Regions from separate parts of the Zea mays genome. Here region 2 is linked to region 1. The links are chromatin contacts, called in public Hi-C maps. All regions are on one chromosome and are shown on one strand. The core of a region is the stretch at or near the end of the contact, and the rest is flanking DNA. Distances in the headings are between cores, read along the strand shown.

Region 1 (6,559 bases), core at 1,201-3,700:
CGGTGTGCACCGGACATGTCCGGTGCGCCAACGGCGCCCGGATCTGCAACAGACAGCAACGGCCGGGTGCGCTGTTTATGGAAATAAATCGGGCACCGGACAGTGTCCGGTGTGCACCGGACTGTCCGGTGCGCCCGACGACAGAAGGCAAGGATAGCCTTCCAGATGTGTTCTCAACGGCTCGTAGCTGCCTTGGGGCTATAAAAGGGACCCCTAGGCGCATGGAGGAGAACACCAAGCATTCCTACAACCTTTCTAAGCACCAAGACATTGATCTAGCGCATTCGATTCATTGTGATAGCATATAGAGCTCTTGTGGAGTTGTGTACTCTTTGAGTTGTGTTGCGAGCTCTTATTGCTGCTTGTGTGCGTGTTGCTCTGATCTTTTGAAGTCTTGTGTGCGTTGCTCATTCCCTCCCTTGCTCCGTGATTCTCTGTGAACATCTTTTGTAAGGGCGAGAGGCTCCAAGCTGTGGAGATTCCTCGCAAACGGGATTGAGAAAAGAAAAGCAAGAACACCGTGGTATTCAAGTTGATCATTGGATCACTTGAGAGGAGTTGAGTGCAACTCTCGTCCGTTGGGACGCCACAACGTGGAGTAGGCAAGTTTTGTACTTGGCCGAACCACGGGATAACCACCGTGTCATCTCTGTGATTGAATTCTTGTGGTTATTGTGTTTTTGACTCCTCTCTAGCCACTTGGCATAAACTGTGCTAACGCTTAATCAAAGTTTTGTGGCTATAAGTTTAAGCTTTTACAGGATCACCTATTCACCCCCCCTCTAGGTGCTCTCAGGCCCGCCTGGATGTCCGGTGGCGCACCGGACATGAACTGTAGAGTGTCCGGTGCGTCTGCTCGCGCGTGCCTGACTTCTGCGCGCTCTGGCGCTGTCACACTGTACACCGGACATGTCCGGTGAATTATAGCGGACTAGCCGTTGCGAATTCCCGAAGCTGGCGAGTTCAGAGTCGCGTCCCCTTGGAGCACCGGACACTGTCTGGTGTACACCGGACAGTCCGGTGAATTATAGCGCGGTGGCTCTGAGCTTTTCCGAAGGTGAGGAGTTCAGCGCGTGGAGAACCCTGGTGCACCGAACATGTCCGGTGGTGCACCGGACAGTCCGGTGCGCCAGACCAGGGTGCCTTCGGTTGTCCCTTGCTCCTTTTGTTGAACCCTTTACTTGGTCTTTTTATTGGCTTATTGTGAACCTTTGGTACCTGTATAACTTATAGACTTGGGCAAACTAGTTAGTCCAATTATTTGTGTTGGGCAATTCAACCACCAAAATCAATTTAGGAATATAGGTGTAAGCCTAATTCCCTTTCAGTAATGGCAAAGCTAGGTAATTTTACTCTAACTTTATGAGAAGGTCTATAATTCTAAAATATGAAGTACCTCTCTTGCTACTTCAAGAAAATATGAAGTTGCCCCCCGATTTCAAGTTTTTTGGTGAATCTGAGTTCGCTTCAAGAAAAGCGTGAAGTTGCCCCTGGCTTCAAGTTTTTTGGTGAATCTGAGTTCATAAAGTGGAGGATATTTGGCTAACTATTTTTAAAGCTAAACTGAAGTTAGGACATGAAGCAGTACTAAACATGCTCTTAGTGTGAGATTCAAAAGTCTGAAACATGTGTCTTACCCATGGCTTCTAGGTTTGCTTCTCCACCTCATCTCTTAGCTATTCATCTTATAGACTATCTGTTACTCTAAAACAAACAGGGAACTTATTCCAACCTCAAAGTATATGCAAAGCATGGTATAGAATTGGAAGTTAGGTAGATCCTCCATATAGAAAAGAATATAATTCTTTTTTAAGGTACCAAATACATCAAATTTGATTAAATTTATACAAAAATAGATTTTTTTATAGAAACTAAGTATTATTAAATTAATTATAAAGACTATTTTTATAATAAAACAATTTAGTGACATAAGGATACTATTTACCATAAATTTAATAAAACCCAAACTATTTTGATAGATATCTCTATCTCTACTATTATAAAACATCTTTCCATCGTCACCGTGCATCACACGCGAAACGCGTAGATCTGTTTTTTTTCTCTCGCATTCTAGAGTCCTGCATTGCCCGCCGCAAGAAACTTCCAATACATGTTTCTATTGACCTAAAATAGAACATATATCTTCGGTCAGTCTGGGATGTGGGATGCATTAGTGAATTTGGACTAACACCAGTCACTCTTTTGTGCTCGTAGGTCCGTTTGCCTGCCTATTTTTTATCAGATTGTAAATAAAAACACCCACACAATAAATAACCTTTGTCAATTTTTTTCATAAATTTATTCCTTTATGTTTAAGAACTAATTATTTAATAGAATTATAGAAATATATTATCAAATAATTTATGCCTCGTCGCAAGCGCACGAGCAATTTTTGATAACATGTGAATATATGTGTTGCCGGAGGAGTACAACAACGCCGGCCTCTTTCAACATACTTGGCTGGGCCTTCCCCAGCGGCGAGGGCGTGGCCCGTTGTACAAGTATAACAACAATTGGCCCAGCGTAGCATGCCCGTGGTGGTGGCGTCATCGTGTCTCCTCGATCCCCTCTCGTTCCTCCCTCGTCGCCTCATCAATTCAAGATCCAATCTTTGCTGCTGCCACTCGGCGATCCGATCGTTCTCGAGCAAGGTCGGTGGCCATGGCACGCTGCCGCCATCACCTCCTCCTCCTTTCCGTCTTACTTGCCTTGGCTGCTGCTGCTGCGGTAAGATCTTACTTTCTTCTTCATTTTTTCCTCTTTCCCTTCCGATGTGTCTTCACCTGCCCCTGACGGTGATGCTCATCTCTTGTGTCGTGTCCCATCTTAGCGGCAGGCGCAGAGTCATGGAAAAGCCTCCGCCGTCTTCATCGATGCCTCGTCGCACCGCTACCTTCGGGACCAGCAAGCCGACCACCAGGTACCGTACCAAAATTCCCCATTCAAGCTCTCTTTAGGAGGAAAAGAGGAACCAACGAATCTGCTTAGATCTGTTTTGCCATTGAGCGTCATGCTTGAATTATTCCCTTGAAACGACCATTGGATATGTAGCTAGTTTAGTTACTGCTTATAAGCACTAGTTACCATTGGGTATTTTAGTCTGACATACACCACTACAGACCTCCCCTTCTGTGATCGCATACTTTGCTGGCTAATATACATATAATCGTGTTACTGCAGGACGCTTCAATGTCGTTAAATGAAGTTTCTGCGGTTGTTTCTGTCTTGCTTGGTTTCGCACCGTCAACATCCCTACCAGCTATTTCTTCTTCGAAGGTTATTTAAACTTCATCCTGCTGGAACCAGCTAACCTCTACATGCCCCCCCCCCCTCTGCCAGAATGTCTCAGCCTTTGTTTTTCGATTTTCAGTTGAACAAAGTTCTTCTTCCTAATCCATTTGATAGACCGCGTGCTGTTTTCCTCGTGCAAATTGATGGGTTCAATGGTATGCCAGTTGTTATGGAATGCTTTGTATCATTATTTGCGAATTTCTGTGCATTGTGAACTAGCAACTAAATTTCCCCTCCTGCTTGTGTGTTGGTCTCAGTTCCTAGCTTCGTATCTGAAGGCAGCAACATTTTCAAGACCAGGATTGAAGGTGCAAACATCGCTGATACAGGGCTTACAGGTTTAACTGTCTATCTTGCAGCTTCTTATAGTGGATCTGTACATCTCTCTCTCGCTCTACTTCTGAACCTGGATGCCCCACTTCTTGGGTTCTTATCTTGTTGTTATTGATATATTCTTTTTATCCATTATTTACTTTACAGATAAGGATGACTTAATTGTCATTCATTCAGATGAATCTCTAGATCTCTCTCGATCAGATTATCTTGATAATGAACTTTCCAGCTTGGTAAGCAAGACAAATGCAGTTTGATGTATAACATTTCTATTTACAAATTGTAAGCCGATATTTTTTTTCAGGCAAACTGGTTGGAGGGATCTTATCAGAAGTCTACCGGCAAACTAGTCATTCCCTTGGAGAATGGAAACAGTCTTACTTTGCAACTTGATAAGGTTAGCACTCCATCTATTGCACACAAAAATGCTTCCTACCTACCTCGCTGAACCCACATAACTGAATATGTTTCCTCAGGCATAATTCACACAGGTGCACAGCTTAGCAACCCCGTAGATGTTTGTCCCCCCTCTTGATTGCATTTTTTTGTCACAGCCACTCCATAATTTATTATCACGAAATAAAATGTTGCAGTATGTATACGTGTAACTAAATATCTCACTGCATTTTATCCGTGCTTGTGTATTTTTTACGTCTCAAGTCCCGGCTCCATTGCAATGCATTCATTTGCAGGAAGCAGACAAGGAATTCATGTCCAGCTTGGCTTCCCTTCTTAAGACTATTGAAAGGGCGATCCAGGTTCATGAAGATTTCTCAGGTGTCGTGAACCCTGCAGAGTTATTAGAATGTCACTTCACAGGGTTGAAGGTAATTGTACAACAAAATAGTTACTTTGTAATTTGAAACTGCGTGACAGATTTCTATTAAATGAGTACCAAAGGCTAATCTGAAGCCTTGGCACTGTCCACGTTTACTCCCACCCCTGATCTAATTCCATATGTCCTTGATGTACCAATAACATGTAAATTTGTATATTAATATGATTTCTTTATGTTAGTACCTTAGTATTGATATGTACTCACCAATTTGATGGTTTTTGTAGGCTCTGGAGAATGAATATGGTTCTGGTGAAATTGTTAAGCAGGGAACAGAAATAGTTCAGAGAGCTGTCACCAAATCATTCCAGTCCCTACATGAAGCATACAAAGGTAGTTTACCAATTCCACTGAATATGACATGAAACATGAGTTTTTCCTCTCTTGTGAGTAGGGGTGGTAGTGGTAATGGGCTCTAAATTTGACACTATAAAATTTAAGGATTGGGATCTATTTCTATTCATTTTTTAACTAAAATTAATTAAGGGCGTAAACGAATTGTGAAGAAACATTTGGATCGTGATCCATTACCACCCCTACTTATGAGTGCCCTGTAGTGAACTCTTCCATGCTACGCACTATAGGTCTTTTTTTTGCAACTGTAGGTTCTGTTTTGTTCTCTATTCTGATGAATGAATTAAGAACTCTAGCATTCAATAATTTTAAAATTTCTGTTGTTTCATACATATATTGTATCTTGTTTGGAATTGTACAGAGAAGGGTATTGGTCCCTCCTACAGAGAATCTGTCTATAGTGAAGTTGGACTAAACTTACACTCACTTGTTTCAAACACTGCATCTACCTTTTGCAAATTAATGCACCTTTTATACCTTTAATATAAGATACTATATACACTGACGAAAATCTGTTTTTGACTGTGACAACTAATTAGGGAAAATTGTTGGGCTGGTAATATCCACAAATGAGGCTCCATCATCCTTAGGATCCATAATTGACGCACCATCTTCACTGCACATTTCAAGACGGCTAGAAGAAGCAAGCAAGACTACAGACATAGCCTCTGTCGTACTTGTTCGAAAGAGCTTGGCATGGATTACAGGGATCATCCTGCTTGTTTCAACTCTCATAGGGGTGAGGACAACTCACATATCCTCCTGCATTAAACTTGAGATGCGTTTCTACAGTTGTTTAACTCACATACCCAAATTCTAAACTGTTGTGCTATCTGTGCAGGTTTGCTTGCTTATGAACATGCCACTTACCAGGGACACCCTCCTGTACTCGAATGTCAAGATCGATTAGTTTGAAGGGGTGTTCGCGGCAGCTACTCTTGGGGTTCAACTTTGGCCTTGTGTATTTATGGGATGGATTTCAGATGGTAGAGACGTATGCTTGTGCTGTTCACAAAACCAGTGTACAATGTGATACTAGGTGCTACGTGCCTTTCTTTTTTTAATCTGTGCTTCCATCTTGCCTGTATGGGCTGTTTTGTTGTTGGGTTCCCGGTAAATAATCCAGAGCAGTGGCACAAACGATTAGTTGTTGCAGAATGCTACTGCCTTTTCTGAATAAATCTGTCATTGTAATCGAATTTCAACTTGAATAACAGTGTGTATGCTATGTTTGTGGCGCTCGTGGTAGGATTTCCTTGCAACCAAATGGCTGCATCTAAGGGCTGGGCTGGACACTTGTTAGGCTTGGCTCGTTTACTTTTCTCAACTATATCAGCTGCCATAGTGGCACCACATCTGCTAAGAGAAGGCAATAGTAGCACCACATCAGTTATGAGGTAAATCAAATCAGCCACGAGGGAAGTAAATTAGATTTTTGTGATACTTTGGGAATCAATTATACTTTATAAAAAGGAATGCGTATTTTTTTCAAATAAATATCCACCTAATTGTTGGAATAAATATGCATTGAAAAAAATATAAAAACTCATTTATTATTAGGAAAAACATAGAAAGTTTGATGAGTCCAAAAAATATGAAATCGGTTTCACTTTCTTTTTTCTAAAATCATTCTATATTTTCTGAGCTAGATGCTACAATATAGAGCATGATTTTAGAAAATATATGGAGCCTGACATTTTTTATAAGGAAAAGATTTTAGTAAATTCAAGAAAGTTACGTCAAGTG
Region 2 (6,211 bases), core at 2,348-4,847, 140 kb before region 1:
GCAGAAGATTTTGTGGCTGGTCCTAATGCCACACAACTCAATGATGGATCTTCAGGTAAAGTTTGGGTTCAGCTATGTTCAATGTTGTACAGCGACTAGATGCATTCATGTATGTAACTCTGTATTTGTCATTCTTTTAGATTCAGGTGAGTGTGCATTTTGTACATATGTTTGTGTGCTTTATAAATCAATTGAATGTCACGGAAGGACCTCCCCAGATGCACACTATTACTTTTGTACAAAAGCCATGTCCATGTGTGTATTTATCCTTCTTTTAGTTTCAGCAGAATTTTGCATTTTATACATGTGTTTATGTGCTGTATAAATCAAACTGAAAATTTACAATAGATCTTTTCTGTTGCACACTGTAAATGTAAGAAACAATCCTATATTTTCTAAAACTTTTATTTGTTGCAAAGTGATGATAACTGAATACTGCAGAACAAACTTCGGGTTTTGGTGCAAGAGGCAACATAGTTCACCAAGCTCAAAGTCTTGGCAGGAGCCTGCAAGCAGCCGCAGTGTGCAAGAATGGGGTAGGGTCTACAGTTCAAAATACTCATGAGACTTCGATTGTGGAGGTGGACGTTGCTTCCTCAGCCAATGGTGAGGTGAAGATGTCATTGAAATGCAGCTTGGGTTCTTCAAATTTCAGCATTAGTATGGAGGAGGTTTTCAAAATGGTGGAGGAGAAGTGCCTTCACTCATACAAGATGCTACCTTCAGATCTTTCTATTGGCAAGCTGCTGAGTGAGGTATGCCAATCTGTTGTGCAGTTGGGCACTATGCATTCTGAGGTTAATAGGGACAGTGGCAGCTTGCATAATGAAGTAGTTGTTCCATTTGTGAAGCCAATCTCTTGTGAGGCTGCTGTGGGCATAAGTGATGATGTGGCTGGTGGGTCATCAGTCCTTGAATCCTCAGAACCTTGTTTGCAGAATTCACTTGTTGCTTGGAATCCTGAGTTGGCTCACTGTAATCAAAAGACAACCCATGATACTACTGATATATCCAAAGGCGAAGAGCGGGTAAGAATACCTGTAGTAAATGAATTTGGCAGCGAGACCTGTCCTCCATCCTTTTATTACATACCAAGAAATCTTGTCTTCCAAAACGCTTATGTTAACATCTCGATTTCTCGAATTTGTGATGAAGATTGTTGTGCTGATTGTTCTGGCAACTGTTTATCAGCGCCAGTTCCATGTTCTTGTGCAAGAATAACAGGGGGCGAGTTCTCCTATACACTTGAGGGCCTGCTTAAGACAGCATTCCTTGATGAATGTACCTCAGTGAATCATTTCCTACAAGAGCACCATAGGTTCTACTGTCCAGTTTGCCCTCTTGAAAGATCTAAGAACGAAGGCTCACCTGGTCCATGTAAAGGTCATATTGTCAGAAAATTCATTAAAGAATGCTGGAGTAAATGTGGATGTGGCATGCAGTGTGGAAACCGTGTGATTCAGCGTGGTATAACATGCAAATTACAGGTATGTAAGGGATTTGCAATGGAATGCTCCTTTCTAAATGTTTGTCACCAATAGCTTATTAATGTGCAATATTTGCTGGTTCTGGTTTTATTGAAATGATGGCCATTGCTTGAAATGCTTCCATTTATGTGCTGCTATATATGCTTATCATGTGTATTGCTTAGTTCTTTCCAAACAAAAAATCACTGTCTCTTTGCTCCTTTCTTGAATTTTATCTAGTTAATGGTTCTTGTTTGTTCCCGCAACTTTCCTTTATGATGTCGCATTATTACATGGTATAGGTGTTCTTTACACGTGAGGGTAAAGGCTGGGGAGTACGCACAGTGGAAGATCTCCCAAGAGGTGCCTTTGTCTGTGAATATGTTGGAGAGATACTAACAAGTGCTGAATTGCATGAAAGAGCAATTGAGAATGCAAGAAATGGTAAGCATATGCATCAAGTGCTCCTGGACGCTGGTTGGGGTTCAGGTGTAGTATTGAGGGATGAGGACGCTTGTAGCCTTGATGGTTCATTTTATGGGAATGTCGGGCGGTTTATCAACCACCGGTATGTAGGTTACTTGCTCGTTTTTTTTTGCTGTAAATATCTTGCCATAATTTGTGTATTACAGTCTTTTGTCTGCTACTCCGCTATGTTTTTGGTAACGAACATATGCTATGACTAGATGCTACAATGCAAATTTAGTTCAGATCCCTGTAGAAGTTGAGACGCCCGATCATCATTATCACCATGTAAGTGATCTGCTGACCTTAATGGGTTAGTGAAAAGAGCAAGTGCACTACATGCTAATTGTTTACTATTTGATGTTGCACAGCTGGCATTTTTCACGAACAAGAAAGTGGAGGCATTTGAAGAGTTAACTTGGGTAAGTGTCATTTTTTTTGGGCCCTCTGTTGGCATACATGTAGGGTGCTGATTTGACAAGATAAATGTTTGAAACTGTGATTCCAGGATTATGGCATCGATTTTGATGACATGGAAGGGCCCAGTAAACCGTTCAGATGCATGTGTGGAAGTAGATACTGCCGCGATCCGAACAATCCAAGTATGTTGCCATTTTCAGTGCTTCCTTTGGATGTGAACGGAGAACCATGTATGTATGATGGTTTGTTTCTGGCAGGGAGGATGGGTAGAGCAGCTGCTAAGCGAAAGTAGGCAGGGAGCGCGGACTTGGTTGGAGTTGAGCACACCAACTTTTGCTGTGGGGGGGTCTGGTTTCGTGTTTGATGTGGAGTAATGCAGTACCATCACCTCAGCTAGTATTAAGTGTAGATAGGTGTGGATGATTTTGGTGAATGGTGTTATGGACGGAAATGCTGCAGGCTGAGCGACCTAGTAACCTATGCCATGTAGTGGCATCTAAATTAGCCTGGGATTGTGTATGCGTAAAAAGAACGCCTAAGACTTAACCATGTTATTATGTCAGCTTGGTACATGGTGATAAAAAGAATCTGACCATTTCATGTCAGCCACAATTCTTGGGACGGTCGGAGAGTGAACTAGTATGTCGCTGGTGCGTTGCAGGCCTGTTTGGTTGTATGCATATTGTCTAAAATTAGTTGCTCAAATTGTTGTCACATCTTAGCACGCGTAAGTGAATCTTCCTTTATTTTTAAAATTCACTGACGAGTGAGACCAACACGGCAGGAGAAACCTTACCACAATTATAGCTATAAATCAAACGTATATCTAAGCTGTTAAATCTAACTAATCTTAGGCTATGTTTTGCTTCTCGTAGATATTGAAAATCTAATTTTGAAAATACATTATGGAGCCAAGAAACAAAATCCCATAATCAAGTACATGCTGTATTTTATGGGATAGCAGATTCTATCTGCAGGAAACTAAACACGGGCTTAGAAATAGTAGCAAACTGTGGCAAGTTATGGATGTATCTAAACACGCCCGGCCATGTCATGTTGGGTTGTATGATTGTGCTGAAGCCGAGTGAGTAGTGGCCTTGGCCCTTGGGGCCGCCACTTGGGTGTGTTATGCCAGCCTGACACGTGCTGAGGTAGGATCTGACGTGTCAGCAGGACAGAGGCCGTTGGTTGCTGCCCAGAAACTCCTCATCTGCTGGAGTCGTTGGTTGCTGAGAGCGAGACCACCAGACATTTCGAATTGGAGACCGATTTGTTGGCGGAAGAAAGGGCAGGCAGGCACGCAGCCAACGAGTTGAGTGGCTTCCTCCCCACCACAAGGCTCCCCCCACCCCGCTCTATCTCTATCTCTTCTCCCGTCCTCCCTTAGCTCGGAGTCGGACACCCACCCGCCACGACCACCAGACCACTCGCTTCCCCGAAGCTTCAGCTCCGCGCTTCTCTGTTCGAGCTAGCCAGCCTCCAGCAAGAGCGAGCGAGCGAGGGCAACGGGCATGGCGGCGGCTGTGTCCTTCTCCCGGGTGCGAGCTCTCCCGACGTGGTCCAGCTCCGTGTCCGGCGACGACCACCACCGCTCCTACTCCGCGGCGCTGGCCATGTCGGTGTCGGTGCGGCCCCGGTGTCGCGCGCGGTCGCCGGCGCGGATGATGGGCAACGTGAACGCCGGCAAGGGGCTGTTCGCGCCGCTCGTGGTGGTGGCGCGCAACATCATCGGCCGCAAGCGCTTCAACCAGCTCAGGGGGAAGGCAATCGCGCTGCACTCGCAGGTCGGTCGCTCTCTCTCTCTCTCTCTCTCTTGGGTGGCTTCCTGCTCTCATCCATTTATCGTCATCTCATCTCCCCCCCCCCCTCTTCGACTTCGATCAGGTCATCACCGAGTTCTGCAAGACCATCGGCGCCGACTCCAAGCAGCGGCAGGGCCTCATCCGCCTCGCCAAGAAGAACGGAGAGAAGCTCGGATTCCTTGCCTGAGACGACCATGTTCTACGCACATATATAAGTATATAATCTATAAGTACTACATCATCAAGTAGTGGCGGACAATGATAATTATATTGATACCTTCTTCCTTGCTCCGATCGAGTCCTCTATCAAGTGGTAGCTAGTACATGTCATGTGATGATTCTTCAATCCAGCTTCCGATGCTCGGCTGTCCATCAGCTAGCTGCATGCTTGTTTTGCTTCGTTCCTGCAGAGATTCCTATTGCGTGTGGGGCATTGCATTCTTACCAATTGGGATGCTGCACCATGCATCTTACTAAGCTGATTAATTCACTAGGCACTAGGCAACAATATTCAGAACCACCGTATGATGATGCATCCTTCCTGCCAATAATGCATACTATAGTACTACACATGTCTATTGATACAAACCTTAGGAGGATTAATTTCATTGATCAGTTATATATGGCACCAACTCCCACTTTTTTTTCTTCTTCGGTTAGGAGCATCTCTCCCCTGCCGCTGACCATCGCCTCCTTAGCCTCGGATGTTTACAAAATAGATTACGAGTATGACGTCGCATCTTATAAGAAGAATGATGCACATAAATCTTATAAGAAGTCCTATAAGACAATGTTAAAACAATCACGTTAACAAATACTAGTCGGGTATCCGTGTGTTGCGACGGCTTACAACAATACCCATGTAAATTATCCACCAAAAAGATCTCAAATTTTTTTATTTGTTGCCTTCACTTTTCGCATAATATTTTTTGACGAACGCACGAGTATCATAGTCAACAAATCAGATACCTCCATCCCCCGCCTCCCCCACTTCCAAGGTTTCGTAGAGCAGAAGGGGAAGGGAAGAGGTAGGCATACCTGTTCATTGCCGGAGAAGGACACGACGAAGACCTGGATATCTGGAGGCGACATACCACTAGAAATATAGGGAGAGAGCACGCAAGCGGAGAAAGAAGCGCAGCCAGAGCAGCTCCAAACCAAGAGGTACCGCACCAGGCGTCAGTCCGAGAAGGGCGAGTGTCTTCCCAGCCCTGGACCCGCCGAAGCGACACAACACCGCCACCAACTCCGTAGTATATGCCGACTGCTGCCACGCTACAGGCCTTAGTTGTCCAATATCTCAGAACTGGACTCCTCATCGCTAAGATAACCTAAGCGTGACAGGCGCCACCATATCCTCCTCGATGACATGCACGGAGAAAGGTCAGGAGCATGACCGACTCGCCCTGGACCCGCGTCGACGAGCGTTAGTCGGCTCGCGGCTTCGACCGTCACTACCGTCACTACCGGAATCGACCGTCACACTTGACAAAGAGAGCTCGGCGAACAGTACATCGACAAAGGCTTCTTTGCCGAGTACTTTTTCTCGGGCACTCGGCACAGACTTTACCGAGTGTCAGACGGTACTCGGCAAAGAAAAGCGGCCGTCACGGCGCCGGGTGACGGAGATGACGTCGTTGTCGAGTGTTCTAGGTGACACTCGGCAAAGAAGTTACCTTTGCCGAGTGTCTTCTAATACACTCGGCACAGAAGTTACTTCTTTGCTGAGTGCCTACCAGCCAGCACTCGACAAAGAATCCATCAGCGGGTCCCTTTTGTCAGGTTCTTTACCGAGTGATCTGTATGGCACTCGGCAAAGCGTGCCTCTTTGTCGAGTGCCAGGGCAACCACACTCGGCAAAGAAGCTATACCGGTGCCTAGGTCTTGGTTCTTTACCGAGTGCTATAGTCCTGACACTCGGTAAAGCCCTTCTTTGCTGAGTGTAACACTCGGCAAAGTGACCAGTACACACCTTTTTTATTTGTTTTTTCTATTTCATCCAAACAAACAAAAGATACATCACATATATTATCACATATATCACATATATACATCACA

The links. A called contact is a pair of places that touch in the nucleus more often than the background predicts.
Region 2: a Hi-C map of leaf shows a contact between it and region 1, with 9 times the contacts expected there. The contact joins the promoter of LOC100285080 here to the promoter of LOC100276220 in region 1. A contact is called at or near these places in 11 of 25 Hi-C or Micro-C datasets (bundle sheath, ear, endosperm and 5 more) and 2 of 3 datasets of contacts at active chromatin or transcription factors (leaf and seedling).

What each region holds. Positions count from the first base shown.
Region 1 is chr1:205,870,863-205,877,421 of Zm-B73-REFERENCE-NAM-5.0, reverse strand. LOC100276220 reads left to right here and starts at 2,450. Exons shown (of 11, transcript NM_001150061.1): 1 at 2,450-2,727; 2 at 2,831-2,920; 3 at 3,181-3,276; 4 at 3,371-3,446; 5 at 3,549-3,629; 6 at 3,772-3,857; 7 at 3,929-4,021; 8 at 4,317-4,451; 9 at 4,687-4,792; 10 at 5,353-5,552; 11 at 5,655-5,990. The coding sequence starts at 2,662. The coding sequence ends at 5,723.
Region 2 is chr1:206,009,300-206,015,510 of Zm-B73-REFERENCE-NAM-5.0, reverse strand. LOC100285080 reads left to right here and starts at 3,597. Exons shown (of 2, transcript NM_001157975.2): 1 at 3,597-4,135; 2 at 4,236-4,497. The coding sequence starts at 3,863. The coding sequence ends at 4,340. It overlaps LOC103643167 (probable inactive histone-lysine N-methyltransferase SUVR2), which reads left to right. Exons shown (of 9, transcript XM_008666326.4): 3 at 1-55; 4 at 442-1,487; 5 at 1,769-2,034; 6 at 2,153-2,219; 7 at 2,303-2,353; 8 at 2,440-2,533; 9 at 2,609-2,963. The coding sequence ends at 2,643.